Linked DNA regions of Rattus norvegicus: region 2 is linked to region 1. A link is a contact called in public Hi-C data. All regions are on one chromosome and are shown on one strand. The core of a region is the stretch at or near the end of the contact, and the rest is flanking DNA. Distances in the headings are between cores, read along the strand shown. Region 1 holds the start of Mcm3 (minichromosome maintenance complex component 3). Region 2 has its middle 37 kb from the start of Gsta3l1.

Region 1 (7,657 bases), core at 1,934-4,433:
GCTGCTGGAGCTAAAGCATCCACAGTAGAGCAGGGGTTCTTGATAGTCTCATCCACAAATACAATAAGGCAGATTGCTGTCAGAGCATTGAGGTGCACCATGACTCCCACACAAAGGCCTGAAAGATGTCAGTGACATCTTCATTGTTGATGTCCACCCCCTACAACATCATCCCCCTGTGTATGTCAAGCCCACAGTTTGTTGAGAATGTTTGTGGCATGAAAGCCAGCATTGTCACATAGCTATCTTGGAACAATCTGCAGGTCCTTGGCATATGCCCCAATCAACAGCTGCTGTGTCCCTGGAATGGTCCTTGAGCAATCTCTCAGATATTTTGAAAGCTCTGTGCCAATGGTTCAGCCACCAGCCACCACAGAGCCTTTCTCTTTCTTTCTTTGAGTACACTGTAGCTGTCTTCAGACACACCAGAGGAGGGCATCAGATCCCATTACAGATGGTTGTGAGCCACCATGTGGTTGCTGGGAATTGAACTCAGGACCTCTGGAAGAGCAGTCAGTGCTCTTAACAACTGAGCCATCTCTCCAGCCCCACAGAGTCATACTTGATGACACTCCTCACAAACATGATGGCACCATGCAGGGATAAACTGCTCAGCGCCACCACAGAGGATGATGCTACATGTCTTGGCCTTAGGATGAAGAAATTACACCTCTCTCCTCCAATTTGGGTCTCTTCAGACACCTGGCTGTGGCCCAGCACATCTGGAATCAGAGCCTTCACATTCATTAGTCTCTTCAGATCCTCCTCCAGCCTGCAACAGGAGGAGGATCCCTATCAACAAAGTACCGGGTGGCCAGATTAACAATAGGGAATTTAGAGAAGATGACTTTGGCTCCAGACTATGACTAACTTGCCGTCGAGAATGTTCTGCTTGTCATCAACAATTTCCTTGTATTCATCTGCCGTGTGGACTGTAGTCTCAACATTATCTTTCTGTGCTTTCAGCTTGAGCTCAACATTTAAGAGGGTTCTTATACTTCTTGGGCTTCCTTTCAAACCCAGCCCAAGAGAAAGTGTTCTTGAACACGACACCAGGCACCAGCCAAGACTCCTCTAGGGCTCGTCCCTGAATCTTCTTGGTGCCAGTCATTTCAAGCTGCAGCAAACTCATCAAGCATCATCACTGCATCAGACACCACCTTGGCAAAGCAGACCTTCTGTTGGGAGATCAGCTCGGAGCTCGGGGCTGTCACTGCAGACTTCTCTAGCATCTTCCTCTGCTCCACTTTATCTTGCTTCTTCACGGTCATAGCAATCTCTTTGATTTTGTTAACAGCCAACTAGGAGGCCGTACAGAAAGCTCGGATGATGATCTGAGGGTGTAAACCTCCCTCCACATAGGACTTCACTGTTTCAGAAACTCCTCAGCCAGCAGGGTCACCAAGGTGGTGCCCAACTTCAGTGTCTTGGGATCTGGCAATGTCCACTAAAGTCTTTGCTGCAGGATGGACACCGTTTCAGAATTTCAGAGTTTCAGAATTGCGGCCCAATCATTAGAATTTGCTTTGCCTTGGCCATCCACAACAAGTTGCCGGGAGGATCCAGGGTGACTCTTACAGCCTCAGCAACACTCGGCAAGCATTGTCAAGCTCACGAGCTGTTGTGCTAGTAAAAAGATAGAGGGGGGATATGTTCTATGGAGGTCTGGGGAAAGGGGGTTTCTCAGCAGGCCCATGCTGAGACATCCCTTCCCCCTAAGGGACCAGCCACACATGATGACAGTATAGTATAGAATAGAGTTTATTCAAATCATGGGGAGGGGAGTTAAGAGGGTAGAAGGGCAGAGAAAGTCAGAGAAAGAGAGAGAGAGAGAGAGAGAGAGAGAGAGAGAGAGAGAGAGAGAGAGAGAAGTAGAAAAGGAGAGGAGGAGAGTAGAGGCCGGCCATGAGCACATGGAGAGAAGGGGGGGGAGGGAATGGGGAGAGAAGTGACAAAGAAAAAAGAGGGTAAGAGCAAGAGAGCAAGAGAGGGGCAAGAGGGAGCAAGAGCGTGAGGACGGGGCAAGCAGCCCCTTTTATAGTGTCAGGCATACATGGCTGTCGCCAGGTAACTGTGGGGGTGGAACTTAGACAGAATGCTAACATATGTATGTGTGTCTTCATTTTGAGTCAGACCATAGGGGAGCCATTGACAAAACTCATCTGGACTTATGAAAGGCAGGTGCACGCATGTACCTAATTGTTTTTCCTTCATTTGTTTTGGTGGCTAAACCTAGGGCTCTATATGTCACCCATCAGGCTCCTGCTGAGCTGCATTCCTTGTCTTCTTTTTTATTTTTAAGGAACCATCTGATTTCCTGCTTATCTATCTCATGTCCTTATGAATGCAGGAAGAAATGCCAATCACATATCTCCGTGTCTTCAAGGTTGCGGATCAAGACACAGCCAATCAAGGCGGTACTAAAGGCAATAGCACGATTGATTCAGTGAATAAAATTTGTCTTTATACCATTTCTAATGTGCCATCGACTCTTGGAATACTGGTGATGGCTTACTGGAGAGTTTTGAATTCAGACTTCACATTTTTTTCTTTTTCTTTTTCTTTTTTTTTTTATTTTTCGGAGCTGGGGACCGAACCCAGGGCCTTCCGCTTGCTAGGCAAGTGCTCTACCGCTGAGCTAAATCCCCAACCAGACTTCACATTTTGTATATGAGGAAATGAAGGCTAGAAAAACAAGTGTTTTAAACTTAATAATATGGAGGCTAAAGAGATGGATCCGTGGGTTTCGATTTCCTCTTTCAAAAATACAAGGTGAAGAAAGATTGAGGAAGACACCGGATGTCAACCTCTGTCTTCATATGTACGCGTGCTTATGGGTTACAGACTTGGACTCCTCAGTAAATCCTAACTTCCCATTTGACAAAACTACCTACAGATTTTAAAAAAAGAAAAGAAAAGAAAAGAAAAAAGAAAAAGAAACAAAAGGTGGGGAGGACCACAACTCCCAGAATGCAGTGCTTCCTAGTCTTCCTTGTTGCTCAATGGCTAGGGGGTGGGTTTTGAGCCTCTTTTCTGTGTCATTGGCCAGCCTTCCTATTAGGGCGGAGAAAGCGACCATTTCTCTCCAATCCAAGAACCGAATAAAAGGCTATTGAAGAAGTCAGCCAATTAGAACGCGTCTGTGCTCCCTGCTTCCTCCACCATAAACTTCCGTGGCGGGAAAACTTGGGAAGTTTTCGCGCCAGGGAGGAGTCACACACGTTTTTATTTTTTGCGGGACTCTTTGGTGGCCGGCGATTTCGGGGCAGCGGCATGGCGGGTACCGTAGTGCTGGACGACGTGGAGCTGCGCGAAGCGCAGAGAGACTACTTGGACTTCCTGGACGACGAGGTGAAATTCGGGCTGCGAGCCGGGTGCTGGGGTTCCCGCGGGTGACGGAGTGGCTGATGGGGTCTCTGTTGGTGACCGGGCACGGTGCTGGGGTTCCGCGGGTGCCGGAGCACAGCTAAAGGGGTCCCCGCGGGTGACCTGACCCGGGTGACCGGGCACGGTTCATGGGGTCCCCGCGGGTGACTTGGCCCGGGTGATGAGACACGGCTGATGGGGTTTCCGCGGAGGGCCCAGGCCGCTGATACGTCCTGTTATCTTTTTTTTCTTTTTCCTTCTTCAGACAGACCTCAAGATTTTAAAAGCTACTTTCCTTTCATGTTAATTATACGTACTAGTTTCATTATGAAAACTTCATAAACATATAATGTATTCTGGTCATATTTCTTTCTTTCTCACCACTCCTTTTCATTGCTGCTACTGATCACCCACGCCTAATTACTGTCTTTTTTTTTTTTTTTAAATGAGTCAATGGGTTTTCTCTTGTTTTTTGTTTGTTTGCCGTGTTGTAGATGGTACCCAGGCCTTGTGCTTGCAGTCACCCCCACCTCCACCCCCACCCCTAAACTTGAAAGGAGACTGGTCAGGTGTAAACAGATGAAAGGCCGTCTTAACCCTTCCTTGGAAGGGCTAATGCAACTGGCTCCCAGCCCTCAGATTTAATGACTGATGGGGTGGGGGCGGGACTAACAACTTAGGCTTTCTTTTTGAGAATTCAAAGTGTTTTCTATGCAGGTAAGATGGGGTTTAAGTGTAACCTAAATTTTAAAGGATGTTGAGCCCTGTAAGTTTGTTGATGAAAAGCAGTTTGAATTTTAAGAGTATTTATTTATTTACTAGTCTTTAAGATTTAGGTCATTCTAAGTCCCAGCTAAAATGTAAGCCTATAGGACAACTGTCGATTGTAGTAGCATGTGATAGGGGATGCTGGGCAGGAGGAAAGGTTGTCTGCAGCCATCTACTCCCTGGGCACCATTTGAGATGTGTATCGACATGCTGGCATTCTTGTGTGTAAGTGACATAATTAGTATCCAGTGTCATTTTCGTTGGTGTAGGCTTTAAGTAGCTCCCAAGTTCCAGCTTTGGACTTTTGAATACCTTCATGTTGACTTCCCCTCCACATCCCCCCATCATGAACCCCATTATACATTGAATGCTAACCGGTCCCCAATGCTCTCGTGATAAAGACAACAGGTATGCTTTCCTTGTCCAGAAAGGCCTAGACCTTACCCCATGATAAGGGAAGCCTGCTTTATAACGTAGGGAAGATCATCTTTCAGACAGAAGCATGTCGTACCAGAGGACAAGATAAAGAACACAGAAATGACTGTCCTGCCTTCATGTTATCCGTCCTTAAGTACCTCAAGTTCTTGATACAGCTGCAGACCCCGCTGTTGTGTTTACCTGTCTTCTGAATGACACTTGTCTCCGGCTACCTTCAGGAAAGGCTTGCTCTCACTTGAAGACCCCTCTTTCTACCAGTGTTTACAGGGTCTCACTGTGAACCTATCTGCTCGTTTGCTCTTTTGGTTGTTGCTCTTAAAGCAGTCTTACTCTGTAGCCTAGCTTTAGATTCAGTGGTGATCCTCCTGCCTCAGATGCCTGAGTGTTGGAATTGTAGCGAAGCTCCGTGAGTTCTAAACAGCTTTTCCTCTTTGTGTCTCTCCCTCCCGGCAGCTTTGGAGATCCAAGCTTGCTATCAGTACAACCAAGAACCTGTAGAAAGGGGTCCCTGGGTGTCGTAGGTGACATTGACTTTATGATTCTTAGAGTCTCCTGATAGCTTGTGGGTGAAATCTGAGGCCAGAGAAAATGAAAGGGAGGGACTGAAGAACAGACTTTGTGTTCATCTGGGGTCTAGAGGGCTCCTTTCCAGGGTTGCTTCCGGTCTGAAACACTTTTGAGTTGTAAAGCTGTTTTGATATGTCTTAATTGATTTAATATGTCAAACAGTATGATTTGATCTGTCTTACTCCCGCTTCACAGGAAGACCAAGGAATTTACCAGAATAAAGTTCGGGAGCTGATCAGTGACAACCAGTATCGGCTGATTGTCAATGTGAATGACCTGCGCAGGAAAAATGAAAAGAGGGCTAACCGGTGAGCCGTGACCGGGTTTCCAGGGGTTCCACTGCCTGTGAGGGACAAAGGAAGGCATCATGTTTAGATTGGGACAGGCTTTCCTGGGAAAGACCTAGACTGCATGGACCTGACGTCCACACATGGAGGCTATCCTCTCCCAGAGAGGAGGTGGTAGCGTTTCGATCCCAGGTGCTCCCGTCTCCCAGTGTTTTGCTGAGCATCATTTCTTATATCTTTGATGAACTGATGTCAACTTCGGTTCTGACGTATTTTACCAAGTCTTTCACAGTGGTAGGACAAAGCAGACGTGGGTTTTCTTCACCGATCATAATGACCCAAGGTGGTTCCTTCTTGTATTGAGGGTCAGTTTCCTGAGCTCTGTCTAATGGGTCTTTGTCTTGACCCCGTGCAGCCTCCTGAACAATGCTTTCGAGGAGCTGGTTGCCTTCCAGCGGGCCTTGAAGGATTTCGTGGCCTCCATTGACGCTACCTATGCCAAGCAGTACGAGGAGTTCTACATAGGCCTAGAGGGCAGCTTCGGCTCAAAGCACGTCTCTCCCCGGACTCTCACTTCCTGCTTCCTTAGCTGTGTGGTCTGCGTGGAAGGCATCGTTACCAAATGTGAGCGGATCGAAGATGGTCGCTAGGGCCCTAAGAAAATGGTGGGATAGATTTAAGAGGTCCGGAAACCAGGAGAGCTGTAGTGGGTGCGGGAAGCTTATAGTTTTAGAGAAGTGAAACATTGAAATTAAGAAGTAAAATGTGCAGCAGCTCAGGGTCCACGGCACTTAGGGGGACTGGGAGTAACCAGCAGTGGTGGCAGAATAGTGAGTTCTCAAAGCTGGGAGAGTCCTACTCTTCCTTTCTTACTGCAACCCTGAACTGTCCTTTCCTTGACATCAGTGGTACCTAAAATTACACGTGGACGCAGTGGTACCCTATGTCACTGAAACAGGTTACTAACCCAACCGGAAGAATGCAGTATTTACAGGCCTTGGCTTGAGTTTAGTTCCTTCCTTTGTCAGTGTGTCGAGGGGTGACTTTGTACACGCCTTTGTGTCCCTAGGCTCTCTGGTTCGCCCCAAGGTCGTTCGCAGCGTTCACTACTGTCCTGCTACTAAGAAGACCATAGAGCGGCGCTACTCTGACCTCACCACCCTGGTGGCTTTCCCATCCAGTTCTGTTTATCCCACAAAGGTGAGGGCATGAATCGATGGGTGTCTTCGGGGCTGGGAACCAAGGGTGACTGTTTAAATTCAAGCAGTTCCACGGTATCTGTACTCCTTATTCTGAAAGTAGATATGCGAGATACAGGTTCATTCAGAAAAGAGATGGGAAAAAAGATGAGAGAAAGTTTAGTGTAGAAATCCTACTTTTTTTTTTTTTAAGATTATGGTTAGAGGTTAGGGAGTTGGCTTAGTGTTCTGGAAGCAGGAGGACTTTGGGTTTGAATCTCCAGGACCCAAGTAAAAGTCTGGGCATACTACATGTGCCTTCTAACCCTGGCTGTCTTTGGAGAGAAGAGTGAGCCCAAAAGTTTACTGTCTGTCCGTCTGGCCAGCCCAGCTGAAATGAAGACGAAATCTACTGTCAGGTTCTGACCTTCACTTGAGTGAGTGTGTGCACCTACAACACGTATGTGCACACACAAAATAACGTTTAGAAAAGGTGGGATACAGAAAGCCCAAAAAAGGAAAAACTTCACTGGAGGGCAGAGTTCCAATCACAGTGATGTAATGAGCTTTCTAAACGATGGAAGATGCTTGTTACGCGATGCTGTGGTATATTTAACCGTCGCAGACGCTTCAGTGGATTTGGGGAAAGACAGTAAAAAGCTTTCTTCATGCTGCTCTGGGTGAGGAAAGTTGAAGATAACTTTCTTAGTGAGACAAGAGGTCATCGTTATTATTGATTACTTGAAGTCTATACTCATTTAGTCAAGGATACCTTTCTCATGAAATTGATCTTGCCTGTGAAGAAGATACTCGACTTTATAAGGTTATGATAATTACATCGTGAGCACTCAGTAAGCAGAGAGTGGCTTTTGTGGTTTTAGGAAATTCACAGTGATGGAAGCACATCTTAATGTTTTTATGGAAGATACATATATATATACACATATATACCCATTATATATTTGAAAACACTTTCATATATATCACATATATATCCATTATATATTTGAAAACACTTTCATATATATCACATATATATCCATTATATATTTG
Region 2 (7,657 bases), core at 1,847-4,346, 350 kb before region 1:
AAACCCTGATGGTTCAGAAACTTTTTCATCACTCTAAAACCCTCAGCAGCTGGAGAGAAGGACGTGTTCCAGCTATGATCACCCCGGACGGTAGGAAATCAGCACCTTACACAAAATGAGCTTGGTGAGTTCTAGATGCCCTCGAATAGGCTGCAGCCATTTTCACTAAGGCCAGAGACAGGACAGGGCAGTTCCGCTAAGGTCTGAGATGAATACAAGCAGCCCTTCATTGTATCAAAACTATTGTTGTCGATCCACTTGCCATGCTTGGCCATCGAAACTACAGCTGCTCTACTGTGTCCACTACACTGCTGATCTGATACCTAGGCTGCTTCTTTGTGTTAACAGTTCAGCCATGCTACAGAGATGGGAACGGACCTCAAAAGGAGCCTTTTACTGAATCTACTATTTTAAAACAAAGGGGACACAGCACATGAGAAGATCTCCCTGATAAATCACCAAGAGAACCGAACAGCCCCCTTATATGTTCAGACAGGCGTTTGTACAACACAGCAAGTCTTGTATGCAAATAAAGGTTTGTATTTGGACCAATCACAGCACTGGCCCATCCCATATCTCCCCCACCCCCGCTCCCCCAACTCCCAGCAGTCCTTCTGCTGGATCACAAGGGGGAGGTGCTTCCCCTCTGGCCTAGGTGAAAATGGTTGCTACAATGTTTATGCAGTTTCCTCAAGACATTTGGAGAAAGTTCAAAATGAGAGTAATAAAATAAAGGGACTTTAGCTGGCTGGAAGGCTGACAGTTCTTTTGTGTAAAAGGCACAAAAAGAACTTTGCTTATTCCCAGGAGCATGAAAAGGAGCAAGTGTGCTTACAGTCAGAACCTGAAGGCTGTATTGTTAACCGGCATTACTGATTTTTACCAGGGCTTTAAGGTGCTTAACATCCGCCTAGTGCCCCGGAGAAAGGGAAGGATCCCAAAGCTCTCTCAAAACTATGGGGATTTAACTCACAAAAGATGAAAGCTCAGCCCCTGTAGCTCAAAATCTGAGGTAGAAGCTGATATCAAATAAGTAATGTCCAAGTAATTCAAGGAACGTCTAAACTGAGAAACTACCACAGCAGCTGCAGGTAAAACACATTAATCAGGGTCAACAACTTACGTGAAGGCCAGGTCCTGAGGGTCGGGCTGAAAAGGGAAGCACGCCAACAGTTGCTACACAAATTAGATAAAATTCTAGACACTCGTGTTCATGTATATTACAGAGAAACAACACTTTGGTATAAATACGGTCCGTGCAGTGTTTGAGACATTCTGACGTACTCGGATTGTTCCTTCTGTTTGTCTTAAGTCCCTATTTGACTGGGAGTTCTGTATCTTGTTTGGAACACAGCAAGAAAGGACTCCGGTTCGCCAACTGGTTGCTTTTTTTTTTTTTTTTTTTTTTTTTTAACAAGCATTGCCTTCTAGCTGAGCTCAAAACTGAGTTTAGCAACTGCTGTAGCCTGTGTTATGTTCACAGAAACCACACAACTCAGGTCCTTGGAAAAGCCAACCACGTAGACAAATCGAAATCTAACTGAAATGCTCCAAGTTTTAATTACAGCCTTGAAAGGGACGAGTTAACCAGTCATTTTGCAAGAGCAGCAACAGCAGTAAAGAGACAAAGGGTGGCTGCCTCCCACTGCGGTAAGAGAAAGCAGTCAGGACAATAAAAGACAGTTTCAAGTTCTTGGGAGCAGTTCAAGGGAACAGTCAGGACAATAAGAGAAGGATTGTAGAAATATAGAGAAGGCAAAAAAACAAAAAACAAAAACAAAAACGTGGGGGAGGGGACAAAAAGTTGAGGCTGAAGGGCTAAGAATGTAGCTTTCTGTTGACAGAAGAAGGCTTATCTCGCGTGCACATGGCCCTACGTCCAAGCTCTAATATTACATAAAACTAAACATGATGGTGTCAGCCCTATAATCCCAGCACTTGAGAAGTAGAAAAAGGAGGACCACAAGTTCCAGGCTGCCCATGGCTAGAGCAAGTTCAAGGCCAGCATGGACTACATGAGACCCCTTCTCTGAAAGAAACAGGGGATGACGGAGTTCCAGAATGCAGAAACTGAAAGAGGACGGAAGACTAAAAGAGCTATGAGCGCCATGGCCTAGAAACTGCAAGTCCTGCCAGTTAGAAGAACTCCAAAGAGTAGTCGAGTTTCCAACCGCAAGGGTCTCCAATACTCTAAAGCAGTCGATCACAACCTTCCTAATGCTGCGTGGGACCCTTTAATACTGTTCCTCTTGTTGCGGTGACCTCCAGCTATAACATTATTTTCGTTGCTACTTCATAACTATAACTTTGCTACTGCTATGAACCATAATGTAAACATCTGGTAGGCAATGGGGACTTAAAAGGATCTAAAGAAAGGTAACGCCATTCAGAGTGATTTTTGAAAAACTGCTCTGGTTGTAAGTGGAAAAGAGACTAGAGCAAGGGAAGCGCGTTCTCCATCGCACCTGTCTGCTCCCTCCCTAGCCTAAGGCAGGGGAGGGAGAAGTGACTGCCCCTGGCTTCAAACTGATACAACTACTGATGAGCTGTGAAAACTAGGCAAGGTCTTTAATGGCTCTAACTTTGCATGCGCATTTTACATGCTGAGGCTTTAACCAAGACGTTCCCTTGTCCTTCCTGGACACAAAAGACATTTCCCAGCGACGCCTGCATGATTCTGACAAGATTGGAATATCGGAATTCATGAGCTCACTCTGCAACCTTCCCCAAGACTCTGACACTAGGAAGGTGGAAGGCCTAGGAGAGTTAGGTCTGTGAATTAGAAAGTCAAAACATTGTCCGCAGGTGGCAGGAGGATGGGGGACAGTCTTGACACCCTGGTCTGTGGTCAGGGAGGGACAGCAAAGTCCCTTTTATTTCTGCACCTTAGCAAGACAACAGGGAAGTCAGCACTGTGGGACGAATATATACATCTGCTGTCCTAAGCCAGAGACTGTGGTGGGGGCAGAAAGAGCGGCTTGCAAGCGCAACACCTCATTCCGGAAGCAATCTCAGCGCAGCCGCACTCCCAGGCTGCAGCTCATCCCCCTCAAACCCGGGGAAGGGGCCCGGGCTAAGCCCGCAGCGCGCATGCGTAGTCATCTCATCGAGCCCCTCCCAGGAGTGTGGGTATTGCTCAGCCGCCTAGAGAGTCCGACCCTGAGAATGGCTGCTCCTAAATCCAGAATGGATTTTGCTGCCCCCTACTGGGCTGGCTGACACTTGCAGCACGTACATTATCCGTTGCATTATCAGCTGGATCACAGAAGGAAGAAAGATCTCTAGCTGGGAAGTTTTTCTTTCAAGGGACCCTGGTGGAAACTTTGGAGCCAAACAACGTGCACGCTGTCTATAAATTGTTACTATTTTCAGCGGAGAGAGCTGGCGTTCTAAGAGGTGAAGTAGTATGTCCACAGTCAGAGTCCAAGTTGATAAAGCCCAAGTGCCCGTACAGCTCACTACCTTGGCAGGTGTGGGCATAGCATCATGATCCGCTTTACTCTGTGAGAGCAGGATAGCCAGTAGATGTCTGGGAGGAATGGCACAGAACGCCACCGTTGGAAAGCATTTGGAGTCTTGCGTGTCCAGGGGAATTAGTTCCCAGAAAAGAACCTTAAATCGACATGAAATTGTGCCTCGCGTTTTGCCTGAAAACAGGACGAACCTTCTGCCCTCTGTCATACAGCAGTAGTCCTGGTATTGAGGAAGTCCAGGAATCCAGGGTTGGTAGAGTGGGGGAATAAACAAATTTCCCCCAACACACAAAGGAATCTAATATGTAGATTAAATCTTGTGACATTCCTTTGCTGAACCTATTTCTCTCTCTCTCCCCTCTCCCCTCTCCTCTCTCCCCTCTCCTCTCTCCCCTCTCCTCTCTCCTCTCTCCTCTCTCCTCTCTCCTCTCTCCTCTCTCCTCTCCCCTCTCCCCTCTCCCCTCTCCCCTCTCCCCTCCCCTCTTCCCTCTCCCCTCTCTCCTCTCTCCTCTCTCCTCTCTCCTCTCTCCTCTCTCCTCTCTCCTCTCTCCTCTCTCTCTCTCTCCTCTCTCCTCTCTCTCTCTCTCTCTCATATTTCGGAAGCAATGTGACTGCTTTTGAGAACTGGGAAGTCTAAGCTGCTCCTAGGGAATCAAACTCTAGAAGAGTTACAGGAACACTGGCAACAAGACACATGGATGTGGAGGCATCTGCATCCTGAATTTTGCCTTCCAGTTTTCCTTGCTTGCCTTCTTACCTCCTGCTTGTCCACCCTCACCCTAGCCTTCTCTCTTTCCTCAGACTCACAGCACTCTTTCCCTACTCAAAATCAAATGAGAGCCTTCCTCTTATTCCTCATTGTTTCAACATTAGGACCCGAATACATAGCTTTCTCTCTGCGAAAGTAATCTTCCTTCTAAGAGCAAGTGTCTCAGGCTAGCTGCTCCAAGATCTCTTTCACCTAGCAACTAAAAACTTAGAAGATGGAAACAGGTACATTCCGTTTCTATTGTACTCATGTTGTCTAAACTATTTAAAGAATCCTCTGTACACTGTGGGGATCACACACTTGCAAATATATAGGAAGAGGACCTTCCCTGGGCTCAACTTCCAGCCGCCAAAGCCAGCAAACCTATTTTACAAACTGATAAACAGGGGCAAACTAAGTCGGTTCATAGCCACCACGAAGGCACTGCAGAAAAGAATTGCAGGGATGCTACACAAAGAAGAGGAAGAATGTTTGGATCGCATGAGCGTAGGAGAGAATGAGTTAATGGCAAGAGTGAGTGGTCAAGGAGAATCCATGTGATTCCTGTTGTACCCTACACAGTAAATCAGCTAAGCCCTAGCACAGTTAGGAAAGGAAAAGAAGAAACAATAATATGCCCAATAAAATCACCATTCCGTAGTAACCTTAAATGTAATGACTTTGGCTCACCAGTCTGATGGACTGGATTTTAAAAACTAGATCCAAGCGTCTATGGTCTCCAAGAAACACACCTCACAGGTAAAGACACCTATGGGTGGAGAGCCAGAGAATGGGAGACAATCTGCCAAGTGAATGGACACCAAAACCAAGGGGGCATGGCTATTCTGATGACCACTAAGTATACGCCAAGCCAAAGTTGGAAGAGATAAAGAAGAGTTATTAATAAGAGGAACAAAATCCATTGAGAAATATAAGCATATATATAAATATATATATATTCTCCACCAAACATTGGAGCCCTAATTTCATCAGCAAACATTAAAGGTGACTATAAGTCACATACGTCCTGATAAAATAATCGTGGATGACTTCAATCTCTCCCTTCATCTTTAACTAACGTCAATGTAGTTTAACAGAATCCTCTGAATTGGAATATTTCCTCCTGGGTGGAGGAGGCTCCTTAAAACGCAGGACATTCTAAAGCAGTGGTTCTCAGCCTGTGGGGTCGAGACCCCCTTGAGGTCAAATGACCCTTTCACAGGGGGTCACACGTCAGACATCCCGCATATCAGACATTCATACGGAAGCAAAATTACAGTTATGAAGTAGCAATGAAAATAATTTTATGGTTAGGGGGTCACTACGACACGAGGAACCGTATAAAAGGACTGCAGCATTCTGAAGGTTGAGAACCAGTTGTTCTAAAGGGATGCTCAAGGCCACTTGGTAAGGAACTCACGATTCTCAGGAAATCGCTGAGACTTACCACATTCATAAAGATTCTCCCCTCCTCAAGGTTATATAAACCATAAGACTCTCCTCTGAAATAAGAAGAGTCTCCAGTAGGTCGAGTTGCCTGTAAGTCACAAAATGTTCCAAAAAGTCAACTTTTCATGAACAGAGACTTGGGATGATGGAACTGCCTCTAAGACGTTCCTGTTCCTATAAGTGACCCCAGTAAACGCACTGGCTCACCAAGTTAAACTTCGGTAGGATCCCTTCTTTGTTCTGTCACCAGTATCCTACCTGGGATGAGAAGAACTTCCTTCACATATCCCATGAAAGGCACACAATGGGTTCTTTCTGTGCAACTACTCCTAACATACCTATCTCAGACTTCAATGCCTTTTAAAGACTCACACGAGAAGTAGTAAGTGTAGACCGCAAACAGGCATACGGACAGACACTAAGTGCCAACTGCCCTCTTCCTGGACACTGAAGCCCACATACCCTGCATGAACAAATCCCTGAACTCTACTTGGCCTAACGGACACTTGACTACATCTGTCGCTCAGACAATCCAATCTTGGTCCTTCTCCACACTGCTTTCCTCTTTCTAGGATATTCCACCAAATCCTCTTTGACAGCCTAGTCAGGAATCACTTCAGCTTTGGTTGATTAAATTTTTTTTGTCCTTTCTGTCCAATATTCCAGCTCAGTCTATCACTGAGGGAAGTCAGGACAGAAACCCAGAGGCAGGAGCTAATGGAGAAGCCATGGAGGAGTGATGTTTACTGGCTTGCTCTCTATGGCTTGCTCAGCAGGCTTTCTTAAAGCATCCAGGACTCCCAGCCCAGGAATGGTCCCACCTAAAGTTAGCTGGGCCCTCACAAATCAATCACGAATTAGGAAAAAACCCTACAGACTTGCCTACAGCCCAAGCTTCTAGAAGCATTTTCTCAATTGAGACTCCCTCTTCCCAAACGACTCTGGCTTGTGGCAAGCTGACAGCAAGCTAGCAATCAAGTTCACAAAGAATTTACCTCTGAACAATATTCATAAATTTCTGCAGCTCCTTCTGACAAGGACCAGTTCACCCCATTCATTTCCAGAGGGCAAGGAAAGAACCCCTCCACAATGTTGGCCTCGGACACACTGGAAGTTAATCTGGAAAGCCTCTTACAGAAACGGGCTTACTCTGGTCCCTTTCTTTGCCTGAGAATCCTAGAAGTAGCTCCGAGAACTGTCGCTCTGAGCTCAGAGTCTGGGGATCGAGACGGACCAAGTACCCAATGGAAAGGTAGGAGGAGCAAATGGAGGAAGGGTTGGAGTGATGCTCCTCGGGGTCTCTGCCCTTTCAGCCAGGCGGCTCCTGAATCATGTCAAATTCCATCTGGTAATCCTGCAGCTCTGAGATGCCCCTGGTCCTCTCAGTTTCTGCTGCCGACCGCCTGTTGGACCTCCACTCTCTGGCCCCGGGTGGGATATTATTACTCCTGGAAGGTGGGTAGCCTAGTCTTTTCATGTGGATTCCTGGTGGGTCAGTATTGGGGGCTGCTTACTGACATCTGTTCCCGACGTATAGCTCACCCGGGTGGTTCTCCCACCACAAAGCGACTCCACCACCCCTCCCAGCAATCTAAGGTGCCATCTCCAGTCAAGGACAGCTTGGTTCTGGCTTCCGGGGCATTTTGTGTTGAATTTAATAGAGGTGAACCCTGGTAGTCCAAAGCCCTAGTCAAATCAGTCTGCACAACATACAGCGAAGCTCCCATTCTCTGCCTCAAGTACCTGTTCCAAATTTGCCTGAAGACAAAGCCTGGGTAGGGGGAGGGATGTACCCGACAGCCACTTGTCCCCTGGACTCAGTCATCTGACACTTCATACGCCTCGTTGGGTTTTGCTAAACTGAAAAGGAGACAAGAGTAGGACAAAATTTTAAATAATCAAAACAAAACATCCAAAAATCAAGGAAAACAGAAAGACACGAAAAATGCCCGATAAAGAAGGAGGAAAAAAGCAAATTTTGCAAAGG

Evidence for each region. A called contact is a pair of places that touch in the nucleus more often than the background predicts.
Region 2: a Hi-C map of kidney shows a contact between it and region 1, with 4 times the contacts expected there. The contact joins the enhancer-like site here to the promoter of Mcm3 in region 1. A contact is called at or near these places in 2 of 12 Hi-C or Micro-C datasets (kidney and mammary epithelial cells).

The regions. Positions count from the first base shown.
Region 1 is chr9:30,729,272-30,736,928 of GRCr8, reverse strand. Mcm3 (minichromosome maintenance complex component 3) reads left to right here and starts at 3,183. Exons shown (of 17, transcript NM_001191805.2): 1 at 3,183-3,351; 2 at 5,335-5,447; 3 at 5,842-6,050; 4 at 6,496-6,626. The coding sequence starts at 3,274. It also overlaps the pseudogene Cct7-ps4.
Region 2 is chr9:31,074,945-31,082,601 of GRCr8, reverse strand. No RefSeq gene overlaps it. Among named protein-coding and RNA genes, the nearest start is that of Gsta3l1, 37 kb to the left of the region's middle. Within about 2 kb of position 3,096, at least 68 of the 93 cell types and tissues checked have an H3K27ac peak or open chromatin away from gene starts, as enhancers often do. A contact at or near this core is called in kidney, where this site is marked.